Regions from separate parts of the Rattus norvegicus genome. Here region 1 is linked to region 2. Evidence: chromatin contacts called from public Hi-C data. All regions are on one chromosome and are shown on one strand. The core of a region is the stretch at or near the end of the contact, and the rest is flanking DNA. Distances in the headings are between cores, read along the strand shown.

Region 1 (4,948 bases), core at 317-2,816, 52 kb after region 2:
GTTTAGATACATCTTGGCCATCAGCTCTATCTGCCGTATTTCCCTCCCGGAGAGAAAAGGCTACATTTTAAAGGGTCGTTTTCTTCCCCGTGAGGTTATTTATTTGCTCTCTCCGAGAGCTGCTGGGGTACACTGAAGCATCTCATGCTTTGAGTTTCAGAAGCAAATTGCTTCTGCACACATTGTCTTGGGCCCGTAGGTTGTTTTGTTCCTGCCTGAACGTCACGATTTCATTAATCTTCTGGTTTTTAATAGAGGAGCCTTTCATTTATTGCCTCTCGAAAGCTTGGTGCATTGCCGAGGAGCAGAATCGTAGGCAGAATCGTTTCTCTTGAATATTTATTGTTCAATTTCTGAATACCCAAAACTTGCCACAGCATGGGTCATCCCCAGGCCCAGGACCTCAGAGTCCACTCACTCTCCTGAAGAAGGCCTGGGCCTCAGGATCCCATCTTGGTGCCACCTTGAGCTAAAAGGAGTCTGGTTTTCTGTGACACACACACACACCGAATCGTCAGCGATTTAAAACTCTGAGAGGCCAAATCACCAGCAAGGAAGAGAAAGCTCTCAGCTCCCAAGATCTTCCCTTACACAAAGGCCACAGAGGGTTGGGGTGGGGGGAGGGCTCTCAAGGCGCCTGTTTTGCATCCGTTTCTTTTTTTTTTTCAAATGTGCTGATGTTGCATTTTTTCAGAATCTGTGTTTTTAAATGAAATTTTGGCATTCTTCATTTAGTTCCAACAAAAGCCCTTTGGTATATTGACCTAAAACGTCCTTCAGCTGCCAAGACTTGGATAAGATCTTTGGAAAGGTTAAATGAGCCGGTTTTCAGAAGCTCTTGTCGGACACAGACGCAAAACTCTCTCGGTTGAAAAAGAATGGTTGTATGCGGCCCTTTTCTGTGTCTTCCTTCTGCGAGCCGGCCTCAGTTCAGAAGAAAACCTGCTACAGCAGGGCTCAACGCACTCCCACTTCCGTTTATGCTTTTGGTTTCATCAGAGGAAATCTGGACGACCTCTGTTGGTGTGGCCACAGCCCTGCAAGAAAATTCGGCAAACTCTTGAAGCACAAGCTCGATGCCGGGGCAAGGGCTGCCAGCAGGGGGCGCACTCAAGCTCACAGCAAAGACAAAGGCCAGAAGCAAATTGTTGTGGGATGGTCAGCGGATGGAGGCAGCTTGAAAAAGCAGGGAGCAGAATCTGGGGGGGGGGGGGGGGCAAACGGCAGCCTGGAAGAAAGTCTCGAACCATTCACCCCCCAAAACGAACACTGAAAGCACAGAAAAACAGGACTGCCCGTTTCAAGTCCTAGAAGGTGAGAATCGTTTTTAAGACGGTTTCTGTGCTCAGGACTTGGCTGGCCCAGATCTTAAGAGTACACACGCACACCCTGCACCAGCATGGATCCAGGGTGGTGGCAGCCTGAACCTCAAGCCCCACGCACACTGCAAGCCTTGGGAGAAAGCCTGCTCATTCCTTCTGCTTCGGGGGCTGGCCTGGCCTCGGCCCTGGATCCAGTCCTTTTCTTTTCAGCCCACTTCCTGTTCCTCCCCACCCCTGCCAAGCACAATCAGTGACCTCGTTCCCACTGCTGACAGTGCTTTGGGTGAAACCTTAGCCAGAGGCCACAGACAGCCCTGGCTTCCACCCTGGGAACACACACAGCGACTGGCCAGCACTGGCCGTTCAGTTTTGCTTTTTAGAAATGCCATTTTATATCTTCAAGCACAGAAACGTCCATCATTCGGCGTTTAAAAGCCTCAGGCTACGACTCCTTCCACAGTGGGGCGTTCCCTGTGCTCTAATGCAGCCTGTTGCTGGGCATGTGAAGGCTGGCAGAAAGGATGAGATTTTTTAAGGGGCACTTGGCTCTCCCTGCAGCATCGAACTAAGACAATGGATTCCAAGGAATTGGAATTTGAAGCTGTTGTCTCTAACTGGGAGAATGAGACGTCTAGAGTTCTCTTGCCAGCCAGAAAGAAAGTGTGTCTCTCAGGAAGAGATGTCACACCGTTCTGACATCAGTCAGAACACCTAGGAAGACGACAGCGGGGGTCAGTGACAGGCAGGACAACACCTTAACCAAGCCTGCTTGCTTTTGCCCACCTCTTGTCCCTGTTTGAATCTAAAGGTCATGTCAGACCCCGAAGATGGAGTTAGTGGAAAGTGTCACAGAGCCTGTTTACTTGTTCCTCTTATCAATGTGACCACCTTGAGCAAACCTTTCAGGTGACCTGCGGAGGGTAGATGGCTGAGCCTGGTTCATTTAGGCTCCCAGGGCTCACCCAGACATTGGCCCCCAACAACTCCAACAACAAGAGCACAGGGCTGGTACAATGAGACTCGTCACTAGCCCGCTAGTGTCACTTAGAAGCCCGATGTGTCCTGAGGAGTGGAGTTAAGAGTCAGAAGCCACCTGTGGGTGACTGGCTTTACTTCCAGGTCACTTGGAGACTAGCTTCTCACTACAGACTGGAGACCTGTAGCCAGGATTTCCACACAAGCCTGATTGCCCCAGACAGAGGACACCAGGCCTTGGGATCTCTCTGTCTTCTCCCCTGCGGCCCGGAATGTCAGGGTCTCTATTCTAAGTTCATCTGTCCCTGGCTACACACCCTGGCTTTTCTAAATATCCACAGAGTTGTGTGACCCTTTGTTGTGGCCTCCACTTCCTGTGTGTCTTCACCACAGAGAGAAGCTGAGGAGAGGGGATGGTGAGGAGCCCGTTTGCTCTCCTTTCATGCTCCAGTGAACCCACAACTCCCCCACCCCTCGAACTGGGAGAGATCCAGCATGCCGCTGCGGTCGGAACACGCTGTGTTAGATGCCTTTTCTTTTTTAAGATAAAAGTTTTATTTTAGAGAGAAGCACAAAGCCCTGGGTGTTGTAGCCCTGAGTGTTGTAAACTCTAGCCAGGATTGGCCAGGCCCCCTGGACTTTCAAGCTGTGCAAAACAAATTGTATCGCCCTCCCCACCCCCACTCCCATAGCTCAGAGGACAGAGTGGTTGCCTCCCAACCCAGGGTCCCCACCCTGGACCCCAGTCCTGCTCCTCACAGACTGCAGGGAGCCTTGCAGCTTTCTTCTGCCACTTAACTCTCAGGAGTAACTGCTTTCCCCATCCCTGTGTGAGAGTTAATACTGAGTGTCAGCCACCCTGGTCCTTTGGTCACCCAGTAGACAAAGCTCTGGGCACCTGTGTAATGAGGCTCCAGACTGGGTAAGCTGAGGTGGGAAAACCCATCCTAATTATGATGGCACCCTCTACCAGACTGAATGGGAAGGACAAAGGGGACCCGGGTTCATCTCTCTCTGCTTCCTGACTCTTAATGTGGTAAAATAGCCTGCCCTCTTCACCCTGCCTTCCCTGCAGTGACTTCTAACTGTGGGCTAAAAATAATCCCGCCCTTCCTTCCTTCCTCCTTCCTTCCTCCTTCCTTCCTTCCTTCCTCCTTCCTTCCTCCCTCCCTCCTCCCTCTCTTCCTTCCTCCTTCTCCCTTCCTCTCCTCTGTCCTTCTATCAATCCTGTCCTGTGTTTGTCAAATCAGGGAAGAAAGTAGCTATACCCAGCCATGTTGTGATCCTCAAGCAGGACTCAGTTTACCTTCTGTGTTCAGCCGTGTACCCCACCAGACTCTCACCCTGACACCATGTTGCCCTCCAAATGCATCCCTCCCTCTGTTCTCATTATTTCTCTGTCATAGCACACTTTCCTCTCTGTGTCCCTCCTTGGAGAAGCCTGTCCTTTCACTATCCCTGCAGGTGTGCCTCCCTCAACCCTGCAGGTGTGCCTCCCCCAGACCTGCAGGTGTACCACCACCAGATCTGCAGGTGTACCACTACCAGATCTGCAGGTGTTCCTCCCTAGACCTGCAGGTGTGCCTCCCCCAACCCTGCAGGTGTGCCTCCCCCAGACCTGCAGGTGTGCCTCCCTAGACCTGCAGGTGTGCACCTGGTCTATCTGTTCCCCTGACACAGACCTAACTCGGTGTTCCTCTTTGACTCATCATTCTTGTCGGTATTGGTGGTCCCAGCCAAGGACAGTACCTAATTTCTGGATGCTGGAAGGTACCAGATGTTTCTGACCTCCTGATGACCCACGAACACACACACACACACACACACACACGCACACACACATACATCATTGTTTCGGATGCTAGTACAATGAGGCAGAAATAATTCTGTGAAGCACAATGGGTTATGGAGGCTGAGGTCATAGCATATAAGAAACACCTTCCTCCCCCCTCCGCCATCCCTAGCACCCAGAGGGCAGAAGAAGGGCATCCCCCCACCCCTGACCTAGTCCTTTCCTTACAGCCTTTGCCCTTCTGGGTCCTGGACCCAGAAGGGCGTGTAAAAAAAAAGAAGGAGCCATTGTACCTAGCAGGGACTGGGTTTTCACTTGCTTTCTGCCTTCCCTGGTGACAATCTCATCGCTGAGCTGAGCTCCACCCATTTGGTCTTTCAGTTCCGCAGTCACCAGATTCCTGGGTCACCCTTGAGGACACAGGAAGGGTCCCCTCACCTTGGTCAGCCCCAAAAGACCTGCACCAAAGGCTTTGCCCTGTGATGTGAAGGCTGCTTGGTGGAATGTGTCTTTCCCACTCCATGTTCCTACCTCAAGCACAGAACATCACATCCCTAATGCCAGGCTCCCAGAGGCTGACCTGATACGTCACCAAACAAAAGTAGACTGAAACAAGGCCTGTCTGATGCGCCTCTGACGCTGAGATGGGGGCCATTTATACTCCGAGAAATGCGTCATTGAGTCACAAACCCTGGGAAGCTCAGGCGCATGCGCACAGGGTCTGACTCATCCCGATGCCCCTTTTGTACAACTTAGTAGAAAATGTTCTAGTGGGAATGGGGGCTGGAGGGGAGTCTGAGTGACGGCAGGGGACAGACTGCCAGATGTGCCTCCTACTCACCCAACCAGGAGGGTCTGG
Region 2 (5,129 bases), core at 668-3,167:
GAGGGGGCCTCATGCATGCATTGTAAGCACTTTACCCACTGAGCCATCTCCCAAGCCCCTCATGCTTTGCCACTCTATATACTCAATTTATCAGTGTGAGAGGTAGGGGCACAGGCCTATGCTCCCCAGGAGAGAATTCTTGTCACGTGAAGAAAGCTCCCTAGTTACTCTTCTAAACTACTGGAGGGATGATACAGTGAATAAAGATATTGCTACCAAGCCTGACAACCTGAGTTTGATCCTCAGGAATTCACGTGGTAGAAGGTAGAAGGAGGTATCAGTCCCTAAGCCTTCGGCTTCCTTTTCTGTGAGAAATACAAGCTCTGAAGGCCAGGGATCAGTGGTATCAAAGCCTTTCCTCGCAGCACAATCCGTGTGGAAACAACCTGATTAATAAAAGCAAACACTCGCAAAACGTGCCTTGTGCTTTGTGATGTCACCCGTGGATGCGAAGCACGCTTTCTCCGGACTCAGACTCTGACTGTGAATGAGATTAAAAGGAACCCACGCCTCGCAATGGCTCATGGGTAATCTATGCCCCTGAGCTCTGACTATCCAGGAAGTAGCTCCTGGGCTCAGACATCTGAAGCACGAGATGAGGTGGGAAAGCAAGTGTACAGCTCATGTATCGAGGGTAGACTGCTGAAGGAACTGGTTGATCAGGCATTTAAGCGTGACAGGAGCAGCCCTCTGGACTCAGAGGGAGTCGTTGACGCACCGCTTTTCGGGATCCTGTGATTTGTTCAGTGGTCCCGGTGCTCGTGTATGACGTGCATCCAGTGAAAGGACCGTTGACAAAATCCCAGGGTCCTGATGATTGGCAGCAGGGCAAGAGGCAGCCCACAGTCTTGCTAGGGTTTCTGATGGGCTGTGACGGGAGACCAGAGGAAATAAAGAGAGGCTGTGGAGAGACCTCCTCGCGCGCAGGACAGGGGCACGCTGGCTGCAGCACCACCATCCCGCCCTGATGTACACTCCTTGGCGCCTCATCTACCTCTTCTTCCTGTCAGAGGAGGCTCTCTTGACCGCTCTCACCAAACCCCAGGTTAGAGCAGCTAGGGGTAGCCTAGTGCAGTTCAAGGATGGCTTAAAGTGGAAAAGGGCGAAGCTCTTATATTTAAGTTCTTCATGTGTCACTTCTGCACAGTGACAGCTGCTCCGAGAGCCCAGGTGACATTTAGAGGTGGCAAATCCTGCTCTTTTCAGGGACTCCTTCGTGGGAGGAAGACCCTCTACAGCCCACTAGGCTGGGCAGAGCGGCCTCTCATATGGGCTGCGCTCTGCTAAAGGCCTTTCCAAGAAAACACGTTTAAGGAAACAGAATTCAGGGTACCCACCTTCCATTCTTAAAATAAAAAGCATGTGCGCGTGCTCGTGTGTGTGTGTGTGTGTGTGTGTGTGTGTGTGTGTGTGTGTGTGTGTGTGAAAGATCAACTTCTCTCCTTCCTCCAGGTTTCAGGAATCCAACTCAAACTGCGAGGCTTGTGTAGCCAGGGCCTTTTCCTGCTGAGTCATCTCACTTTCTTCCAATCTTTTCATTTTCTACTTTTTCAGCCGAGCCTGGGGAGAGCAGGTATATTCCGTGCTCTGACAGCAGGTGGTGCTGTAGCAAGTGGGCATTTTTTTTTTAAACAGGGTTGCCTAGAAACCGTGAGTCCGGCGAAGGCATCACGTGAGCATGGTGGTGTAAATCCGATTTAGGAGAAGAGAACTCCTGCTTAGCAGCTTCTACCGGGTGAAAAAGATTCAAGATAAACAGCAACGCACCCTTCCAAATAAATCCCGTTTTACAGGTAGAATTTTCTGTGTTCTGAATATGAAAAAACCGTGTTCACAGGGCAAACAAATGGCCTCTAACAGAATATGAAAGTTTAATATTTGGACTTAGCTGCTTATGACGGAAGAGGACGTCTCATGTCCTGGCTCCCTGCCCTTTCCACCGGGTGTTCTAGGATGTCCACGCTGAGTGCAGATTTATCAAAGGCAGTGTCAGCCCATTGCTGGACACCCTCGAGGGAGAACGTAGTTATCGAGTGAATAACAGCATGAGTTTTAAACCACATATACTCCATGCCTTCATCTCACGTCTTCATGTCTGCGAAGCATTTGTGCTTGGAGAGATATTTCTGGAATGTTCCTCAACTCTGTTCCTAGAAAACAACGGTGTTTATTGTTTTGCTAAGGTTCCTGAGGCAATAGTGTTGACCGTGAAAATGGCATACTCCTGCAATGTCTTTCGTGGTGGGCTCTCTAGCCAGAGGACGGGGACTCCCAGAGGAGGGTTTGAGCAGTAAACACATCTGGAGCCTGGGACATCTTCCAGAGCATAGCAGGAGACACCTGAGGGTCTCCACTATGGTGGGAAATCTCCATGTGGAAAATGGAGAAACAGGAGCTGGGGAGGGCTGAGACCCAGGGAGTGTTAATTGACTCATTCTGCACAAAGGCAAGGAAAAGGACTCAGTGGTTCTGGCTGTCCCCGCTCCGGAAGTGCTGGCCTGGTTGCAGAACTGCTCAGAGCCCATGGGAAGCACTCTAGACTCCTTGTTTTTGAAAGAGGTTCTCAGTAGACAACCCCAGCTGTTCTGGGACTCCATATAGAGACCAGGCCAGTCTCAAAGTCACATGGATCTACCTGCCTCTGCCCTCTGGATGCTGAGAGAAAAGATGTGTGCCATCAAACCTGGCTTGAGTTCAAGACTTACCTAATGTTGAGTAAAGGTTAACTTTGGGCCCATCTGTCTGTCTGGAGAAGTTACCATGGGAAATGGATCAACAAGACTCCACAGTGTAACAATGTAACTACAAAGTTCAACTCTCTGCCCCCGGATGAAGACAGTAAATCTGGGGGAAGAGACAAAGGAAGAGCGAGACTTATTAACAACAATGAGCGTCTTGGAAACCGGCTGACACACATTTTGAGCAGGCAGTCACCTTTCCATCCAGATGGACAGAGCCTCTCAAGACAGACCGCTCCCAGACAATTACCAGGCTGCATCCTGGAGCCGAAGTAATGTCTTACAGAAACCAGATTGATTTTCCCCAGGGATGACGTTAATAGCTTCTCCTCTTGGTACCATCCAGCAGTACTAGAAGTGAGGCCAGGAACTCCAAGCCCAACATTTGACCAGGACCGAGCAATGATGAATGTGTTCCCTGCCCTGCCCCATTCTTCCTTGAACTTAAAAGTTCCTGTTCGTACCCTAAAGAAGAACTGAGTCATTGTATCCTTTGGCCAGGTGGAGACTGCCCCGCTTGCTGGGGCCGGGGCTCCTGCTTTAAAATTCTAGTTACATTTCCTTTCCAGCCAAAGCCTTTTGGAGAAAGCTGAGTGTTCTAGATTGCTGTGATAAAAAAAAATAAAATGACCAAAACCAATATGGGGATGACAAGGTTTATTCAGCTCATACTTCTCGATTCCAGCACATCACTGAGGGAAACCACGGCAGCAGGAACCATGGAGAGATGCTGCTTGTTGGCTTGTTTTTCTAGCTTGCTCAAGGTAGCTTTCTTAAATTACCTAGGACCACTGGCCTAGGGGTAGCACCACCCATAGTGGGTGAGGCCCTTCACATCAATTGTTAATCACACACCTCACAGGCTTGCCCGTAGACCAGTCTGACAGAGGCATTTCTCTGCTGAGGTTTCTCTTCCTAGACGAGTCTAGCTTGTGTTAAGCTGGCAAAAGCCAAGCCCCTACACTGAGTGCATGGGCGTTCCTCTCTGCCACCTTTAGGATGCACGAGAGCAAACCTTACCCAAGTTACCCAAGAGTTCCTGTCACCACCTTAACCTTCTGCACACCTGCTCCAGGACCTTAGGTTAAGTAAGCAAGCCATCTTGCTTTTCTTCAGCTGTGATCCTGGACTGAGCATGCTCAGCAAAATACTTCTATATAAGCACGCTCAGCAGTGTGCCTGCGGCTAAAGTTGTGTTAGACAACTATTCACCAAGCTTCCTTTGTTCAAGGAAAGTATTGGTTTGGCATAACTGATCTGTGGCAGAGAGTAAATCTTTTCCTCTCTTATTCCTTGGCTGTGCTTTTGTGCGTGTGTATGTGTGGATGTGCATGTGCGTGTGTGTGTGTGTGTGTGTGTGTGTGTGTGTGTGTGTGTGTGTGACGAACGTGTGTGCTCCCTCTTCTTGGACATTGCTTTCTGTACCCTCCTTGGAGTGTTCCACATGCTTCTGCCCACCTGTGTATCTACTAGTCTATGTTATGATCCTCCTAGAGCCTGTCACCATCAGATGCTCTGATAATAACTCTGAGCAGACTGGGATCTCCAGGCAGTTCCAGGATACCGTCCAGCGATGGGCAGTCGAGAGACAGTTAGACAAAGCTAATTTAACATGACCAACACAGGTAAGACACGTGGTCATTTATCTACTAAATATCCATGCCCTCCATGTTTGCTTTTTCCGGGGCCTTCTCAAACACCTGACCTTGGAGAGTGGTTGCCTCCCCTTAAACTGTGAAGAGAGTGGAAAGACAAAGCCATCTTTCAGGGAAAGATGACTCACACCTGTTTAAGAGTCTGCCCAAATCCCTGTGTCCTTCCTGTCTGACAGCCCACTCTGGGATGCAGGAGGACGGAAATCAAGATTAGGAGAGCGAGTACACACAGGCTCAGTTTTGGACTTCAGGACCTAACCAGAAATGCTTGCTTTCGATAAACTTGACCTAGAGTGGGTTTGTGATATCGTGTTTTCTGAAATGTCTGTGTGCTCTGGGCGTTCGGGCCAGTGAAGCCATAGCCACCACACCCACGGCTTAGGCTAAAAAGCAACTTTGACTCAGTCAGTAGCTGTTGAAATTTGTTGCCCTGTAACACAGTATTACGCTGACAATGGCCTGCTGACGTCAGTCCCAGGCAAGTGGCATTTGCCTGCCAAAAAGGGCAGAGGCTGGGTTAGAGCTTGTTGTATTTAGAATGGGAGCTGGGTCAAACTGACCGCCTGTGGGTCTGGAATTACCTTCACAAAAAGGAAGAAACAAAATGTTCTGCTAAGGGTTGCCTGGCGTGGGCACTGGGCAGTTCCCTTGGCCCCACGGAAGTGGCTCTTCTCTTTGAAAAGCGGTACTCAACTTTCAGCCTCCTCCTCCGAGGTGCACAGAGTGGCCATCTGCA

Evidence for each region. Hi-C and Micro-C count contacts between places; a contact is called where the count stands out from the background.
Region 1: a contact with region 2 is called in a Hi-C map of Schwann cells, with 4 times the contacts expected there. The contact joins two enhancer-like sites. A contact is called at or near these places in 10 of 12 Hi-C or Micro-C datasets (the A7r5 cell line, the Rat2 cell line, Schwann cells and 5 more) and 1 of 1 datasets of contacts at active chromatin or transcription factors (oligodendrocytes).

The regions. Positions count from the first base shown.
Region 1 is chr18:78,468,270-78,473,217 of GRCr8, forward strand. LOC102552357 (a long non-coding RNA gene) reads right to left here. Exons shown (of 6, transcript XR_361555.5): 1 at 4,931-4,948. Among named protein-coding and RNA genes, the nearest start is that of Trnat-agu23, 42 kb to the left of the region's middle. Within about 2 kb of position 1,567, at least 43 of the 93 cell types and tissues checked have an H3K27ac peak or open chromatin away from gene starts, as enhancers often do.
Region 2 is chr18:78,416,379-78,421,507 of GRCr8, forward strand. No RefSeq gene overlaps it. Among named protein-coding and RNA genes, the nearest start is that of Trnat-agu23, 9.3 kb to the right of the region's middle. Within about 2 kb of position 1,918, at least 9 of the 93 cell types and tissues checked have an H3K27ac peak or open chromatin away from gene starts, as enhancers often do.